Regions from separate parts of the Gossypium hirsutum genome. Here region 2 is linked to region 1. A link is a contact called in public Hi-C data. All regions are on one chromosome and are shown on one strand. The core of a region is the stretch at or near the end of the contact, and the rest is flanking DNA. Distances in the headings are between cores, read along the strand shown. Region 1 holds the start of LOC107948207 (RNA-binding protein 38). Region 2 holds the start of LOC107905919 (small heat shock protein, chloroplastic).

Region 1 (3,866 bases), core at 296-2,795:
CAATTTCAAATCACTACATTGCTTTTACATTTTTGTAATGTTTCATCTTAGACAACAATCAAGGATTTCATGTTACAAGTTTGCAACAATAACCATATAAAAAACAATGCATTCATGTATTTGTGTCATGTTTGTATTACCTTTTGATCACACATTTTATGTTCAATTGTTAGGCCTACTACATGTATGAAGGTATAATATAAGATAATAACAAGAGACTAACCATTGGAGACATATTTTGCGTGTAGCCAGGATACCTGAATGTTCAAAGGACAATCATTTTTAGAACATTGAACCACCTACGGAAACAAGAAATTATACACAATTTAAGCAAGGCAGAGAGACTATGAAATCCGATCTATCTACCCACCCGTAAGCCGAATAAGGAAATGCGTATTGCGGAATGAATTGACGGTAAAATGCCGGAGTAGCAGCAACGGATGGTTCCATGACTCGAGGTGGTGGTGCTGGTGCGGATGGGCTAAATTTCTCAATCCCTGCAACTTATGCCAACCATACGAAAACTGATCATAAAGCAATAAATACGATTGCTGAAATTAAGGTGACGGAAATTAAGCAGCAAAATATGGGAGAGAAAAAATATAATCTAACAGCCATATTTTGATTTGATGTAAATGGGTGAATACTGACCAGAGTGAGAAGCAGAAGATAGACGATTCTTTTGAGCACCAAGCGATGCAAGATTACAGTTTGCTCTTCTTCCATCAATCACAGGAAATGGATTATAGCAAGCCCTCATAGCCGAATCAACATCCTTAAACGTCACCTACATATACCATAATAATCAAACCCTTGACTTTGAACAGGAAAAGAAGAAGAAGAAGAAGATATGATGGAGGGGGAGCTTACAAAGCCGTAACCTTTTGATCTTCCAGTAGTTTTGTCATTAATGACAACAGCTTCTAGTATTTCTCCGAACTGCTCGAAATAACGTTTGAGGGTATCAGTTTTGGTCTCCCAAGCCAAACCTCCGACAAAGATCTTGGTGTAAGTGGTGTCACCAAACCCTGTGCCATTGCCCTGATCACCCCCACCCCCACCCACCTTATGTTGCCCTGCTTCAGACATGGATTAACAATCGATCCCAACTAACACACCCAACCCCAGGGAAGCAAGAATCAGCACCTAAAAAGGGCAAAAGAGGAGACAAGGCGAGAAAACACAGACGTTGGCTTGCAAAAATATTATCAATCTTCTTAGAACAACTTCAATCAATATGGTTTTTTTCCTTTTCTTTTCTTTTCTATCCAAACCTTATACTAGATTTCCGCTGCCAACTCACCTTAAGATTCCCTAACAAAGATACCCTAGACGAGAAAGTTATCACTGTTTCGAGGTTCGAAAAATTGAGTTAATAGGAAAAAAAAGAAGAGAAAAGCCTACCCAACACCCCAAAGGTTGCCAAGAGAATGAAAATAGGAAAACGACCTTGTAAGATTATTGAAGATTTTATTTGGCATGTACTGATGATTAACAAAAGAATGTAAATAAAGAAAAAAGAAAAAAAAAGAGAGATAAAGGGAAATTTCCAATGAAATACAACGAACTAACCTATTATTTCCATTTTTTAAAAAAGTAATTTGATATATACTTTATAATGGGTCCAACGTTACGTGCCTTGCTGTATCCAACTCCTCATCTTTCTTCTCTCCTAATCTGCCTTTATTTTGTTTATGCATATATTCCTTTTCCATATTATTAATTATTAATCTAATCACTAAATATTAATGTATGTATACATATACATATACATATACATATACATATACATATACATATACTATTTGAGGAATATAATCCCACGATGTGGGGTTCTGCTTTTGATAGATTAAAATAAAGATTTTTCTAAAAGAAAAAAATTATTAAAAATTTATAATTATAGAATTATATTATTTTAAGTAACTTTAGAATACAATCAACTAATAAATTAAATTATTAGTATAAGGGAAAAAATTACTATTTTAATTAATAATTAAACTAAAAACCTTAAATTACTCTTATTTAATTAGTTTAAATTGGAAGGTATAATATTATAAATAATAAATAGAGGAATAAGTGATGAAAATAGCATAAATATTTAGTAAGGATTGTAGTTATTTTTTTTTTACACAAATTTGATTTCTCAATGTATTTATCGGAACGAATCTAGTAACTAATATGATATATTTTTTAGAAATTATGTGATTATAATATCATGCCCATAGAAAACGAATATTGATGTATACGAAAATATAACAATAAATACCTTTATAAAAATGTATAATAAGCCATATTGATTTGAATATACTTTCAACTTAGAAGGCTAAGTATTTATCATAGAAAAAATTAAGCTGCAAGTTTTTTTTTTTTTGACAATATGACTAATAGAATTTTAATTTATCATTAAATTATCTATTCAACTGTCAAAAAGATGCAATAAAATCAAACTTTAGTTAATAGTATAATTAAATAAGAAATTTTGATAAAATTACTAAAATACATAAGATGTTAGGTGAATCAAAATTACTATATTTTAAGCATTCACACTAAAATTTATTTAGGAAAAAAATATAACAAATTCAACCAATATGTTGAACCCTTTCAAAAAAACAAAAAAAAAATCAATATGTTGGAAAGTTACAACAATGCATGTACGTGGAATTGGCCCCTCAACTTTATAAAATTTCTCACATTGGCACTTAAAATTATTTTCTGAATTATATTGGCTCCTACACTAAAACTGTTTTTCTTTTTTTAAGAATTTGTTGATGTGAATAAGTATGAGGCTGACACGTTGAGAAATAAGAGGACGGCACATGAATTTATCTTTAACCATTCTTAAAAAAATAAAAAAATAAAATTTGTTAAAAGAATAAGAAATATATAAATTATAAAACTTCAAAAAAGGAATATATATATGAGAAATAAAAATAAAAAATAATATATAAATTGAAAATAAAAAAATAAAAAATTTAGTTAAATTTCAAAAAACTTCAAAAATTAAATATGTTTAAAAAATCCCAACTGATGCCCAATCAGTTTTTCATTATATATTTTTTTTCATTTTGTAAATTTCTAAAAAAGTTGACTTTTTTCTATATTTTTTAATTTTAATTTTATAATTTTTATATTTTAAAAAATTATTTTTATTTTTTAAAAGTTTAATATTTAAAGAGTAATCTTTTAAATGTTAAATGTTAAATTTATTTTTTTTATTTTTTATATATTCAATTTTTTATTTTTTATAATTTATAGTATCTTTTAAAATTTTAAAAAAAATTCTGATTTTTTTTCAAAGTTTTAAGGTTTTTATTTTTATTTTTTAAGAATGATTAAAGATGAACCTACATGTCATCCCCATACTTGTCCACATTAGCAAATTCTTCAAAAACAACTTGTTAGTGTAGGGACTAATCTATGTAATGGATGTTAACCTTAGGGACTAACATATTCCAAAAAAAAATTGTGAAAAATTGTCAAATTCAAGGGAATATATATATATATAAAGCATTAAAAAAACTAATGATGTTAACTATAGAGGCTGGTTTATGTAACGGATGTCAATATTTAAGTACCAATGTGATAAAAAAAAGATTTAAAGACCAATTTAAGAAAAATTATTAAATTTAAGTACTAATATATATATTAAACCTAGTTTTAGCAATAGTTGGAAATCCATATACAAAACAACCCAACACCAATGGCTAATCATTCCAAAACTTCATAGCATTCTCTTACATGAAATCACCAAAATGTGAGTATTTACAAACATAAAGAGATCCTAATTAAAACTGACAACATTAAAGATTTAAAGAGATTAAATAAAAATTTTTAATTTTTGAAAATTAACTTAAATGAGATTGCAA
Region 2 (3,883 bases), core at 1,105-3,604, 190 kb after region 1:
AAGCCTAAGTTCAATTCATATTTTAAACAATCTTATTTTTTAGGCCTAAGTATTATTGATTAAATTCTCTCAAGTTTTAGATTTCCCTTTAAGGTAAAAAGTGAATAGCCCAATTTTTTAACAAAGCTATTTTTGATAAACTCAAACAATTTATACAATTCAAATCATTTAAGATATAAACTTGAATATATTTTATAAGATGTTTAAATTGAATTTCCCAAATTAACTCAAGAAATTAATATAGAAAATTACTCTTACATATGTTAGATCAAAACCTTTCTAAAACAAAGATAGCAGAGTAAACATTTGAAAAGAGAGAATTTCTCAAAGAATTGCTTTATTTTCCATCAATTACTAAATTTTTTTATTAATTAAATTTTCTTTGGAACCGAAAAAAAAACATTAAATCATTTTTTAAAAAAAATACTAAACTGTTAATTTAATCTAAAGTTGTATTCGATAAATTGAAAAATTTAAGAGTTTAAAAAGTGAATTTTGAAGAAAAAAAGTAATGAAAAATTAAAATTTGAATTAAGTTATAAAATTTGTTTAGCATATTACTTAAAATTAAATATTAAGTATAATTAAATTGTTTGATGAAATATAATATAATTTTAAATGAGATAAAATAAAATAAAAATAATTAAATTTATTTTCTATTAAATGATAAGTAAAGTCTTTATCTTCTTATATTTTTTTACATTTTTTAAAACAATTTTATATTGACTAAAAAATTAAATTATTAAAAATATTAATTTTTAATTAAATTGATTTTTTCTAAAACACTTCATGGATATTTAATAAAATTTACAAATTTGATCAAATAATTTAAATATTTTAATTGAATTTTAATTTCGTAAAAATAATAAAAACGATTAATTATATTTAGATTTAGGTGTTAATAGATATCGTACACTTAACATAAATTTTGTATTTATTACACATAAAATATAGGTGATCAGTTGAAGCTTTTGGTAATAGTCAATGATGAGATGACCGTTGGTAAGTGGATATGGTTTTACATTTCTATCAATTTCCCTAGGATAATGTGCCCTTAATTTTCAAGCCTTAAACCAATTAAGCTTTCCAGTCAGTACAACAGCAAACACAACCCTCGGTTGATGATGATTGCTGGAAATGGAAAAATATATTATTTCCCCTTATCATTCACAACCATATCTACAGCTTTATGCAAAATACTAAGAGATTAAGAGTACATAACCGAGATAAAAGATTTAAAAAAAAAAACAAAAACACTTGAAACATTCTATTTTACTGAATTTGAACATCCATAACCTTGCGCTCAACTTTAGACTTGGGAATGGAGATGAAGAGAATTCCATTCTTCAGCTCAGCCTTGATCTTATCTTTCTCACAGTTGTCGGGTAACTGGAGACGAGTATCATAGGAACTGTAGCTTCTATTTGTCCAGGAATCATCTTCCCCCTCTTGTTCCTTTTTGTGCTCTCCTTTAATAACCAGAATATCGTCCTCTACCGAAACCTTCACATCCTCTTTCGCCAGTCCAGGCATGTCGAATCGCATTTTGATCTCTTGTTCATCGTCTTTGATATCCCACGGTGCACGCAACTGTCCTCCTGTTCGGCTCCTGCTGCCCGGTAATATCATGGCATCTTCGAATATCCGGTCCATTGCGTCCAGCATTTGACGCATTGATCTCATCGGAGACAAGGGGTCCAACAAACCTGTCAAGTGTCATCAACGATCACGTTACGATAGTGTGAAAATGGATGATGAATGGTACGTACCCAAAATGCAAATACTTACCAAAAGGAGAGACATCGACAGCCAACCTTCTAGGCCTCTTCTCGACAACTGTGCCTTTGTTGTCTTTGTTGACATGCACGTCCACTGACGTATCTTTGTTATTATCCCCAACAGCCTGTGCCCTTACAAGAGAGAGTCGCCTAATGCAGGGATTCTTGGATGGAAAAGATACAGAGAATGGCGTTACAGCTTTAATGGAACAAGAAGGCTTAGGTCTGTTTAATACCAATGGAGAAGATGAGCAACACAAACTTGAAGCCGCCATTTTTATATTAAACGCAAAAGACTTCAAGAATTGAGAGCTTTGTGTATTTGTGTTCGCCGATGATTGCTGATTCGAGGTGGTGAAGGGGGGGAGAATATATGTATATATAGGTGAAAGGAGAGCAAGAAGGGAAGTTTGTAGAGGGATCTTGAAAGGTGGGAGAGGATAATGAAGGTTCTGGACCCAAACACTTGGACCTATCCTTATTTGCAAACCCTATTTGGCCTTTTCTAGCCCTTCGGGAAGCATCCACGATTTGCTTCTTATTGGCCAAGATCAATGATATCTTTTATATTGACGCTGTTTCCTTTTCCCCTACATCGATATGTTTTATATAATATATTCAACGATCTAAATTTTTTTAAAAAATGTTAATTTTATTTTTTAGAGAAAAATAAAAAATGTTAATTTTAATTGCATAATCTATGGGACAGTTGAAATTTTAAATATATAAAAATTTATGAAAATAAATAAAAATATTTTAATTTTATTATAAGGTTAAGAATAAGAGTATTTATCTCCTTCAAAAGTTTGACATCTATGTTGTGGTTCAAGTGGCTTAAAATGAACAAGTGATTTAATCGGGAGATTTAAAATTATTTAGGTGGGGTTGTAAAAAACTTATAGGTTTAACTTATAAATAGGTATTTAAGTTACATATTTTTATTAGTATTTAAATTACCACTCTCTTTTTTTTGTAATAAATGGTATTTAAATTACTTTTTTTTAAAAATAATACTTTTGTTAGTACAACAATTAATCAAGTCGTTAAGCTTATTCTAAGAAAATGGCTTAACATATAAATTGTCACCTAAATTATGTCTTCTTTTTTTTAGTACCTAAACATTTTAAGGTAAAATATAGTGACAAAATTTGGCAAATATGTCGATTTTAAAGAAAATTTAGAGATTTAGGCAAGTTTTTTTGAAAATAAGAAAAATAGGTTGTTTTAAGAGAGAGAAGTGCCATTTTTTTTTAAAAGAAAATTATTGTACACTGTTGGGACCAATAGTAACTTTTTTTCTCCAATGGTATTTTTTTTCTATATAAACCTTGCCTATTTTCAATTTCTTTTATCCAATTCTATTCTCTCAATTCTCTGAACTATTTTACTTTCAAATTTTTTGTTCAATTTCTCTTAAATTCTTCTTCTCTCAATTTTCTATTTTGTAATTTCTTTGACTTTATTTTATTTTCATAATTTAAATTTTTTAAAAATGCCAAGCCTCTAATTTATTTGGATCAAAAACACATTTTCGATGTTCAATTTCAAATGGTCAGAAAATATTGTTACATTTTTTTATTTTAATAAATATAATTATTAAGTTGTTAATATTATTTTTTAATTTTTTTATGTTTATATAATAGAACGAAAATTGGATTATCGAGACATATATACACAATTTATGTACGAGGGCACTGCATGTAATTGAACAACACTTGGAAGAGACAAGATTCTTGCACGTGTCCCGTATGCTCGATGGGACTAAATTGAAGCATGCACTTATCAGTACTTTGCTGGAAAGATGGGAATCTAAGACACACGCATTCTATCTTCCATGTAGTGAGTGTATGATTACACTCGATAATGTGGCATTACAACTTGATTTACTAGTTGATGGGTTAGTCGTTATAGGGGTAATCCGCGTTAGCGATTGGAGCGCAATTTGCCACCAACTATTAGGCAAAATGTCGGACAAGTTTAGTGGTAGTCGAATAGAAATGAAATGGTTAAAAGACAATTTCTCACATCTCAACAACTCTTTTAGTGCGGTTGAAAGGTAACAATACACTCGAGCATTCATACTAAGGTTGATCGGTGGTCTTCTA

Evidence for each region. A called contact is a pair of places that touch in the nucleus more often than the background predicts.
Region 2: a Hi-C map of leaf shows a contact between it and region 1, with 2.3 times the contacts expected there. The contact joins the promoter of LOC107905919 here to the promoter of LOC107948207 in region 1. A contact is called at or near these places in 7 of 34 Hi-C or Micro-C datasets (callus and leaf).

The regions. Positions count from the first base shown.
Region 1 is chrA08:89,129,263-89,133,128 of Gossypium_hirsutum_v2.1, forward strand. LOC107948207 (RNA-binding protein 38) reads right to left here and starts at 1,546. Exons shown (of 5, transcript XM_016882675.2): 1 at 871-1,546; 2 at 652-787; 3 at 371-503; 4 at 224-257. The coding sequence starts at 1,089.
Region 2 is chrA08:89,315,951-89,319,833 of Gossypium_hirsutum_v2.1, forward strand. LOC107905919 (small heat shock protein, chloroplastic) reads right to left here and starts at 2,355. Exons shown (of 2, transcript XM_016832717.2): 1 at 1,789-2,355; 2 at 1,129-1,706. The coding sequence starts at 2,053. The coding sequence ends at 1,273.